Regions from separate parts of the Mus musculus genome. Here all the other regions are linked to region 2. Evidence: chromatin contacts called from public promoter capture Hi-C and targeted proximity ligation data. All regions are on one chromosome and are shown on one strand. The core of a region is the stretch at or near the end of the contact, and the rest is flanking DNA. Distances in the headings are between cores, read along the strand shown.

Region 1 (2,700 bases), core at 102-2,601, 2.1 Mb before region 2:
AATTACAGCAAGACTGTCAGCCTCACTAGTGTTGATGTCATTTCTGGGGGGGGGGGGGGGACTTCAGCAAAAAGCTAACCACTGCCCAATACCAGAACCAAAAGGGTTAAGTCAGTGACTCTGATGGGCCCCTACTGATAGGCAGGGTAGCTCCGGAGCTCTGTACACACAACTCCCCCCTAGAAGCGAGTAGCCAAGTACAGCAGCACTTCATAAGAGTTTTCCTTTGGACTAAGTGGGTTCATAATTGGGCGGCAACTTCCAAGACAGTACCCATAAGTTTGAGCCTGTTTTGTATCTTCAAATCAAGTCATGCTCCATGCCTACCAGCACCCCATCTGCTTCCCCCTCCCACAGCAGCATCTGGATCCAAGGCTGCAATAGTCCTAGCCACACCAGAAAAGTTTCCTAGAGCTCTTGGGTTTGACATTAAAGTTTCAGTCAACACTTGGGAGTTGGAAGCAGGTGAATTTCTTGAGTTTGTGGCCAACTTGGTCTACAAAGCAAGTTTCACAGAAACCCTGTTTCAAGAAACAAAACCCAAAACTAGCAACTTTCCCTAGCTACCTACCTAGCTGACCTGGGTCTACCAATTAGGCTTCAGTATGACAGACTGAGTGAAGTGAAGATCAAGGCTTAAGGCTCACTAGATCCCTGATTTTGTTTTGAGATGGTCTATGTAGTGTTCCCTATCTCTGAACTGGACAAAGTATTGATAGTAAGACTAAAGCTTTTTTATTTTATTTTATTATTTTATTTTTTTTGGAGGAAGGGTCTCTACATAGCTCTGGCTGTTCTAGAAATTTCTATAGAGCCAAGACTGGCCTCAAACTCAAAGATCTGCCTGCCTCTGCCTTCCAAATGCTGGGTTTAAAGACCTGCTCCACTACACCCGACTTGACTTTTTTTTTCATTAGTCAATTTAAAAGACCTTTTTTCATTAGTCAATTTAAAAACCTACGAAGGACAGGATTTCGTTTAATTCACACTTGGGTTTCACACTGGGCATGATACTGTGCTGGAGGAAGAAAAGTTCGCATTAGTTAAGGTTCCTGCTCCAGTGGGGCTTACATTCCAATTTTCTATTTCGTCATAATTCGTCGTGGAGATGAGAAAAGCTAAGAGGGCATAGGCCAGCGGCTGGCAAGGAACTGAGCTGCGACTTACTCGCTGCCGGGATCCCACCGGCGGGGACTGTGGGCCGTTACTCCCGTTCAGAGGCCAGGTCTCCATTCTTGTGTGTAGCCCTCGACCCTGCTCCTCTTGAGTTCAGTGCTAACGCAGAGGGTTTAGCTCCGGGACCGGGCCAGCGAAGAAATAGGAAGGCGGGGCCGGCCGATAGGCCATCCGGCCGGAGCTCCGGCCGTGGGCGGGCCTCGGAGGGCCTGGCCACGCCCCCGAGCGGCCGCCCTGCTTCTGCGCAGGCTCAGAGAGCGCGTTCACGTCCCGCGGCACCGCCCACATCCTGGGGACGTCGGCGGCGCGCGACGTGCTTCGCCGGATAAATGCGGTGGCGCCGGTCGTAGGAGAGATTCTGTCCTGAGCGCTAAGGCTCCTTGGCGTTTGGTGGCGTCAGGTTCTGCGCCTGAGCCCGCCCCTGTACCTGCCTGTGCCATGGCGGACGAAGGGAAGTCATACAACGGTCAGTGCGGGGCCTCGGGCCGGGAGGCGACGCGGTGGGTTGGGGTGGGCGGCCCTGGCCTAGGCCTCAGCCCGGGGGCGGGAGGCCGCGAGGAGCCCTACGTCCGTAGGTAGCGGTGGCCGCGCGGGCAGGGGGCGCGGGGCGCCGCGGGACCCAGGGGCTCCAGAGTCGCCCGGATTCAGGCGTTGGAGAACCTGTGGCTCAGGGGTGGGGTGACAAGATTCCTTTCAACTTTGAGGGTGGTTGATGCCTGTCAGTTCAGTTTGGCGGCCCGACTCTTCCTTTAAATGTGAGTCAGTAGTCGCTTGGTCGTGGGCTACCCTGGTGCCCTATTTTTCTTTTTCTTTTTGTGATACGATCAGTCTGTTCTTGTAGCTTGCTGCTTATTGTTTATCAAATTTCTAGTCGGAACACCTATCCTGACATGTTAATTCATTGTGGTGGTTAGGACACTATGACAGCTGAGGTTTGAATCTGGAGTTGGCTGTACTAAACCCGAGTGAGTTAAACTTTCAGGCCTTGTTTTCCGCCTCTTTCATGTGGGTACCTGTCTCCCAAGTTTGTGTGCATGTGCGTGTGCGTTTGTGTGCGTATGAAATAATTTCTACCAAGTGCCTAGAACACAGTAACTGGAGTGGGAATTTTCTTCCGTGAACCGTAGTTTCACTGTCTCTTAATGTATTCCTTTTTACTAGGGTTGCTTGGAGAGGATCGTTGTTTAGAGGATGCTAGATATTAGGTGGATTTCTTTGAAAGTTATACCTTTTTTGTATTTGTGTAATACTGATGATTTATCCAGGCCTGAAAAATAGCTACCCAATGAACCTTTATTTTAATTCAAATATAATTACTTGGTCTCCTTTCTCTAGCCATTCCCATTGTCAACTCTCTCCCCAAATTCATCCAACATGCAGAGCCCATTTAGTGTTAATGTGTATATATTTGTTTCTAAAGCTTACCATTTGGGATTGGATAACCATTTAGGGAATTCATCCCTAGGGAAGGCTAATTCTCCCTTACAGGGTCAGCCCTAGTATCCCAGGCTGGCCTCAGTCAGT
Region 2 (2,700 bases), core at 160-2,659:
TAAGGGGAGAGATCTGACTTTATGCCCTAGCTCTACTCCATGAAAGATGGGCCAGTCACCAGCATCTTGGAGCCTGGGTTTCCTTCCTCACTGGTACAAGGGGTGGGAGTATTTCATAACCCGGTGAGCAGGGGAGGGTTTTGGAAGCTTGGTGTAGATCATACTGGAAGTGAGATTGTTAGTGAGCCAAATGAAAAAGCTTTCCTTCCCTCACTGTGGAGGGGTTATTAGGACCCCCACTGGTTCTGCAGGGTTTGGAGCAGGTACCTAAAAGAAGTTCCAGAACCAGCTCTCTCAGCCCCACAGCTGAGCTGGGACGGCGGGGCTTTTCTCTAGAGTGCCCCCCCCCCGCGCGCGCGCCCGCGCACCAGTATCCCTAAGGGTAACAAGTGAGTGACTGTTGTTGGTCCTTAGGGTGGCTCCGGTCCACCTTCTAATTCAATGTTTCCATAATTACAAGATGCTCAGTAGCCTGACTCCCACGGACTTCCATGGTCTCCCATCACGGAGAATCCAGCCCTCTTGATGGGGGCAGAAAGGTAGAGACTACTTCGCCATCTCCCAATTCCCATAACATCTTCCACCTTTCAGCCCCAGCTTATGGCAGGCACGCGGTAGCTGCTGCCCCTTTCGTACTCAGTGATGGGTGCACCCACAAGGGCTCGGAAAGGCAAGGCTGGGACTCTCCCAGAAGACTCCAATGTTGGAGATCTCCTTGGAACAGGGAGAGAGAGGGGGAGAGAGAGAGGGGGAAAGGGAGAGAGGGGGGGGGGCAGAGGCATATCTCTCGGGTCTCAGGCAAAGAGCCTGTTTTGCATTCCTGTGACTAACCAGCGGGTTTCTGGGGACTAGAACTGCAGGTTAGGAAGAGGTGGTGCACGGGGAAGCAGGGCAGCCGGGTTAGATGTCGCGGCTGGAGAGGGGCTCGCAGAGGAGTTGGGACCGGGCTAGTGAAGATGGGAGTGAAAAGACTTTAGGAGCATCTAGGTGGTGCACAGAGAAGAAAGCCAAAGGGCTGTTGGCTGGGAACCGGTTTCCCAAGGTTAGACCTCTCCAGGGCATCGCTCTAGGTTTAGTTCTAGAGTCCAGTGGCTTGGGGGCATCAATGGCGCGTGGCCTCGGACGGACAGGGCCAGGTCGCCCCTCCCCACCCCTCCCTTCCCTCTGACCTCTCACGACTTCCAGGGCGAGAGCCACCAGGAGGCAGAACCAGGCACCGTAGGGCCCCCGAGGGGCCGCAGCCTTGCGTTCAGTCATCGAGGCGCACTCCTTCCCACCAAAGGAGGGTAACCGGCGCGCGGCTCAGGTGGCTGCAATCTGTCCCCACATCTCCCGCGCCCGCTCCGCGCCAGCCGCTGTGGCCAGCTAGTTCCCTGCGCCGCCGGCCCGCGGCTGCAGTTCCCAGACAATGGAGCAGGAGCAGTGGGGTGGGAGGGAACGCAGGCACATGGGCTGTCCCCTTCGCCCCGCCGGGTCCTAGTGCCCTGCGGATCCCAAAACCCAGAGCGTGGCCCCGTGCCTAGGGTGCCTAGGATTGGAATAAGGCAGCGTCCCTGGAGACTAAGCAGATTGATGTCCTCTGCCAGGAAGCACAAGGTGCGTTCTGGGATTCCTCGTGGAAGCCGATGATCAAGGAGAAAAACAAACAAAACCCGTTTCCTCTGCCTCATACCCTCCCCACAGGCATCTCACCTGTGAAGGCATCTAGAATTCAGGGACATAAGAGAACAGAGCTGCTGGGGCAGAAAAGGAGAGGCCAAACCAGGCCAGACCACCTTAGGCCATCCGTGGAGGCAGCTTGTCTCATGCCCAAACCTATCCCAGAAAGAGTCCCTAAGGATGAAGGGTGTAGGCTGGTCAACCCTTCTGAGGGAGTCCTGACTCCCAGTGCCACCTAGCCTTGCCCTCAGGTAGTGTTGGGAGAGGTCCAGATTTGGCATCTCCATGGCAACTTAAAGAGGAAAAAGAAACAGAAACGTGCCCGGGCCTTACACAAAAGAGCAGAACCACCTGGAGCCACATTGAGAACCTTATTCAGTAAATTCCTGAGTCTGGGAGGGAAGCCAGTTTTTCCAGGTTCCCCAAGCTAGCAATATAAGCACCCTGCAGGAAGGGGCAACTTCAGTCCCAACAGAGCTGCCAGATCTGCAAGCTTTCCAAGAGAGTGCATGCCTCCCTCCAGAGTCCTAGGGGGAAAGGTACCAGGTACATCCTGCCTTCCTGAGCCCTCCCTTCCTCCCAACAGATTTCTGCTAGAAGTCCAGAAGGAAGAGAGTTTGTCAGCAGAGACTTTTGAGTAAATACATTTTATTCAGAAGAAGATAATAAAATAGCATGCACTTTAAAACCACCAAGCGCTGATAAAAACATATCACTGCAGCCATGATTCCACATCAAACCTTCAGTAAGAATAGGCATTTAATCTTCACATCTTGTGCTGGACCTGGCATGGGTCATCTCCCTCCACCAGGGACCTAAAGGCCAAGGCCAAGGCCAAGAGTGAGCAAGTGGTGGAGAGGGGTTAGTGGCAGGCTCACTCCTAGCCCTGCAGAACAGATCAGGGCAAAGCCGTGCCCTTCCCAGCTACTGGGACACAACACTGACCAACGCTTGCTTCTGGATGGCAGAGAGTGGACAGGGGTAAAACTGCAAGACAGCAGGTCCTCCTGCCCTTTTCAAGGTCCCTGAAACCCTCAAGGG
Region 3 (2,700 bases), core at 16-2,515, 2.1 Mb before region 2:
AGGAAGGGGATAAAGTAGGAACTTAAATGACTGACATGTCCCCTACAGAAGGACAGTCCCTGTCAGGCTTCCCTCCCTCTCCCGTTACCTAATTGTAAGGTTCAAGGAGATGATGGAATTGCAGAAAGAATTGGTGCCAAATCGAAGTATACAGGCAGACACTAAGATCAGGAAGATGGCTGTAGCTGAGATGGCCAAAGCAATTCGGAGCCCTATAGAACCTCTGAGAAAGAGAAAACAAGCTTGGTGGCCGAGGTGGGACTCATCTCAACCTCGGCCCTTTGTCATCAGTAGGGCAATCACCTGTGGGAGTCTTCGATGCAGCTGCTGTAGACCCAGAAGAAGAGAAGCAGAAGGCAGTAGAGTGCCAAGATGCCTGAAGCCCCAGCCACGAAGTAGCAGAGGGAAGGGGCTGAGGGACCTAACAAGGCCAGAGAGGAGCCATTGAGTGCAGCCACACCATACAAGGGACAGTTACCACCAAAGGAGCCCTGTGGAGAGAAGCTGTTAAGTCCATTTCAGTTCAGTACCCGAGATGTAGGTTTCTGTCATATGTAAGGACTAGTTCACAAGTTGAGATGAACGGGGAGACTGATGGATCTGCTGGGAACAAAATCTCAGGGCCCAGAAGGATCCGAATTCAAAAGGCTATAAATATAAGGAACCTAAGGGAAATCACAAGTTTGCCCTTCTCTGTGAGTAGGAGTTCTAAGTAAACGCTGACTTTGTGTGTCCCTTAACAATAAACTCTACTAATCTGTAAAAGTAGGTGTTTTAGACTCCTATAGTGATTCAAAGTATTCTATCACCAAAACTACCCAGCAGTAGGCAAGACTCAAATGTACACAGTTGTATGTTTCCTCACTTCACATACTTTGTTAACAATCACGATTTCTCTGCTACACTGTTTTTTTTTTTTTTCCACAAATGTTCCTATTACTGGGTGGATGCAGAGACGGCCTGTGTGTCTCAAAACCCTAGTAGCTTATGAAGCTCGACTGGAAGCTTGTCCAGTTCCTCTGGAGAGGAAACAACTTTGGAACGTTCTAACCCCAGGTCCAGTGTAGTCACCCTGTCCAACCCCCTACGCAAGCCTGCTGGACCCCAAGGCCAGCCCGCCCCCGCAGCCGCACCTGGGTCCGGGTCAGCGTCGCGGCCGCCAAAGCCCCGCACAGGAAGGCGGCAGTGAAGAGCAAGAGCTCAACTCGCTGCAACCAGGGCAGCGCCATGGCGCCCAGGCTACCAGGAAGACAACCACCCAAGCCCCGCCCACGAGCATAGACACGTCACTTCCGGGTGTGGCTTTATTCTCCGAGGCGCCGCAACCTCACAGCGGCAGGTACAGCGAGTAGTCGGAGAGCGCCCAGCGGCGGGCCGGGCGGCCGGTACGGCCGATCATGGGCAGCTTCTGCACGTAGCGGGACGCGGGGCTGGGCCCATATGGGGCAGGAAAGGCAGTTTGAAAGAGGCGCCCGCGGCAGCGCCGCCCGGCCTGACGCCCTGCGATTATAAACCGGAAGTGTGGGGCGCCACGGGGCGCGAAGCGGCTCTTCTGGAAGACGTCTCGCGTTCCCGCGCCGGGGCCCTGCTGACGAGGAGCACCCCGCGCCCGGTGTACGCGCGGTAGCGGCCTGCTCTCCGAGGCGGCGGTGGCGGTGGCGAGAGTCCCACCGCACGGGCTTTCGTCACCCTGAGGGCTGACCACGGCGCTGGCAGTCAGCTGCGGCATTTTCCGCACCGAATCCGGGGCAGCCGCAGGCTCCTTCTTGTCTCCGGGTGGTCGCGGGGCCGTGGGAGCAGGCTGGCCAGTGCCAAAGCGAGTGGCCAAGCTGTCACCAAAGAAGGAGTATAGCTCACGGTAGATGTCTGCCAGGGTCAAGGAAGAAGGGTCCTCTGGTCCCGCAACCCCTGATGGTGGCGGGAGACCAGACCCAAAACCTGTTTCGGAGCTGCCCCCGGGGGGAGATTCTTGTAGGAGAAGGCTGTCCCAAGGCAGGTCCTCCGCAGGACGGTACCCTCTCCCGCCAAGGCCACCGCGGTTGGGCTCTGCTGCCTGAGCTTTCATCTTCAATAGTCGTTCTACGGCCACCTGTAAACAGAGAGCTAAGAGGAACCTGGGCCCAAGAGCCATGGCAAAGTAAATCTGCTAAGCTCCTGCAGGAAAGAGAAGGTGGGACTGCTAACTCACCAGAATGGCTCCATACACTTTGTGCCCGTCCGCTTTGACCTGGGCATTAGATACGGAATAGTCATCCAGCACAGCCTGCAAGTTTGTCCAGTAAGTGGGCAGATGTGGGTAGAGGACTCGCTCCACTGCCTGGAATGCAAAGGACTGCAGTCAAGCAACCTTGTTCCAAATGCCCTCTTCAGTGCCCTTTCCCACAAAAGATCCACTCAATTTTTGACAGGGCTCAGTCCTCTATTTCCTTATTGACATATCCCACGTCTCTGGGATCTATTGTATGCATAAGCTTTTGGTAAGCATAAGGGATCAAAACATACAAATACATGCAATATTAAAAAGCCCCATTACTGGCATTTACTCTGAGCTATTTAGGCATAATTAAATCATTAAGACACAGAAATTGTTTGCAGACTGCTAGTAAATACAATCAGTAAGGAAGTGGTGTACTTGTTAGAGAAATGAGAGCTGAGTTTAGACCACACACATAAAAACAATACTGGGAGCCCAGACTGGGC

Evidence for each region. Promoter capture Hi-C pulls out the DNA fragments that hold promoters and counts their contacts.
Region 1: a contact with region 2 is called in a promoter capture Hi-C map of hippocampal neurons, with 2.7 times the contacts expected there. A contact is called at or near these places in 3 of 39 promoter capture datasets (cranial neural crest, hippocampal neurons and second pharyngeal arch cranial neural crest) and 1 of 130 datasets of targeted methods (astrocytes).
Region 3: a targeted proximity ligation map of astrocytes shows a contact between it and region 2, with 5 times the contacts expected there. A contact is called at or near these places in 3 of 39 promoter capture datasets (cranial neural crest, hippocampal neurons and second pharyngeal arch cranial neural crest) and 1 of 130 datasets of targeted methods (astrocytes).

The regions. Positions count from the first base shown.
Region 1 is chr19:8,755,618-8,758,317 of GRCm38.p6, forward strand. 1700023D09Rik (RIKEN cDNA 1700023D09 gene) reads right to left here and starts at 1,352. Exons shown (of 2, transcript NR_132423.1): 1 at 1,168-1,352. Nxf1 (nuclear RNA export factor 1) reads left to right here and starts at 1,486. Exons shown (of 21, transcript NM_016813.2): 1 at 1,486-1,642. The coding sequence starts at 1,615. It overlaps Stx5a (syntaxin 5A), which reads left to right. Exons shown (of 10, transcript NM_019829.4): 10 at 1-25.
Region 2 is chr19:10,868,370-10,871,069 of GRCm38.p6, forward strand. Tmem132a (transmembrane protein 132A) reads right to left here and starts at 1,410. Exons shown (of 11, transcript NM_133804.2): 1 at 1,170-1,410. The coding sequence starts at 1,257. It overlaps Tmem109 (transmembrane protein 109), which reads right to left. Exons shown (of 4, transcript NM_134142.1): 4 at 2,291-2,700.
Region 3 is chr19:8,773,202-8,775,901 of GRCm38.p6, forward strand. It overlaps Tmem179b (transmembrane protein 179B), which reads right to left and starts at 1,266. Exons shown (of 5, transcript NM_026325.3): 1 at 1,134-1,266; 2 at 304-491; 3 at 89-223. The coding sequence starts at 1,229. Taf6l (TATA-box binding protein associated factor 6 like) reads right to left here. Exons shown (of 12, transcript NM_146092.2): 11 at 2,189-2,317; 12 at 1,153-2,089. The coding sequence ends at 1,328. It also overlaps the pseudogene Gm2518.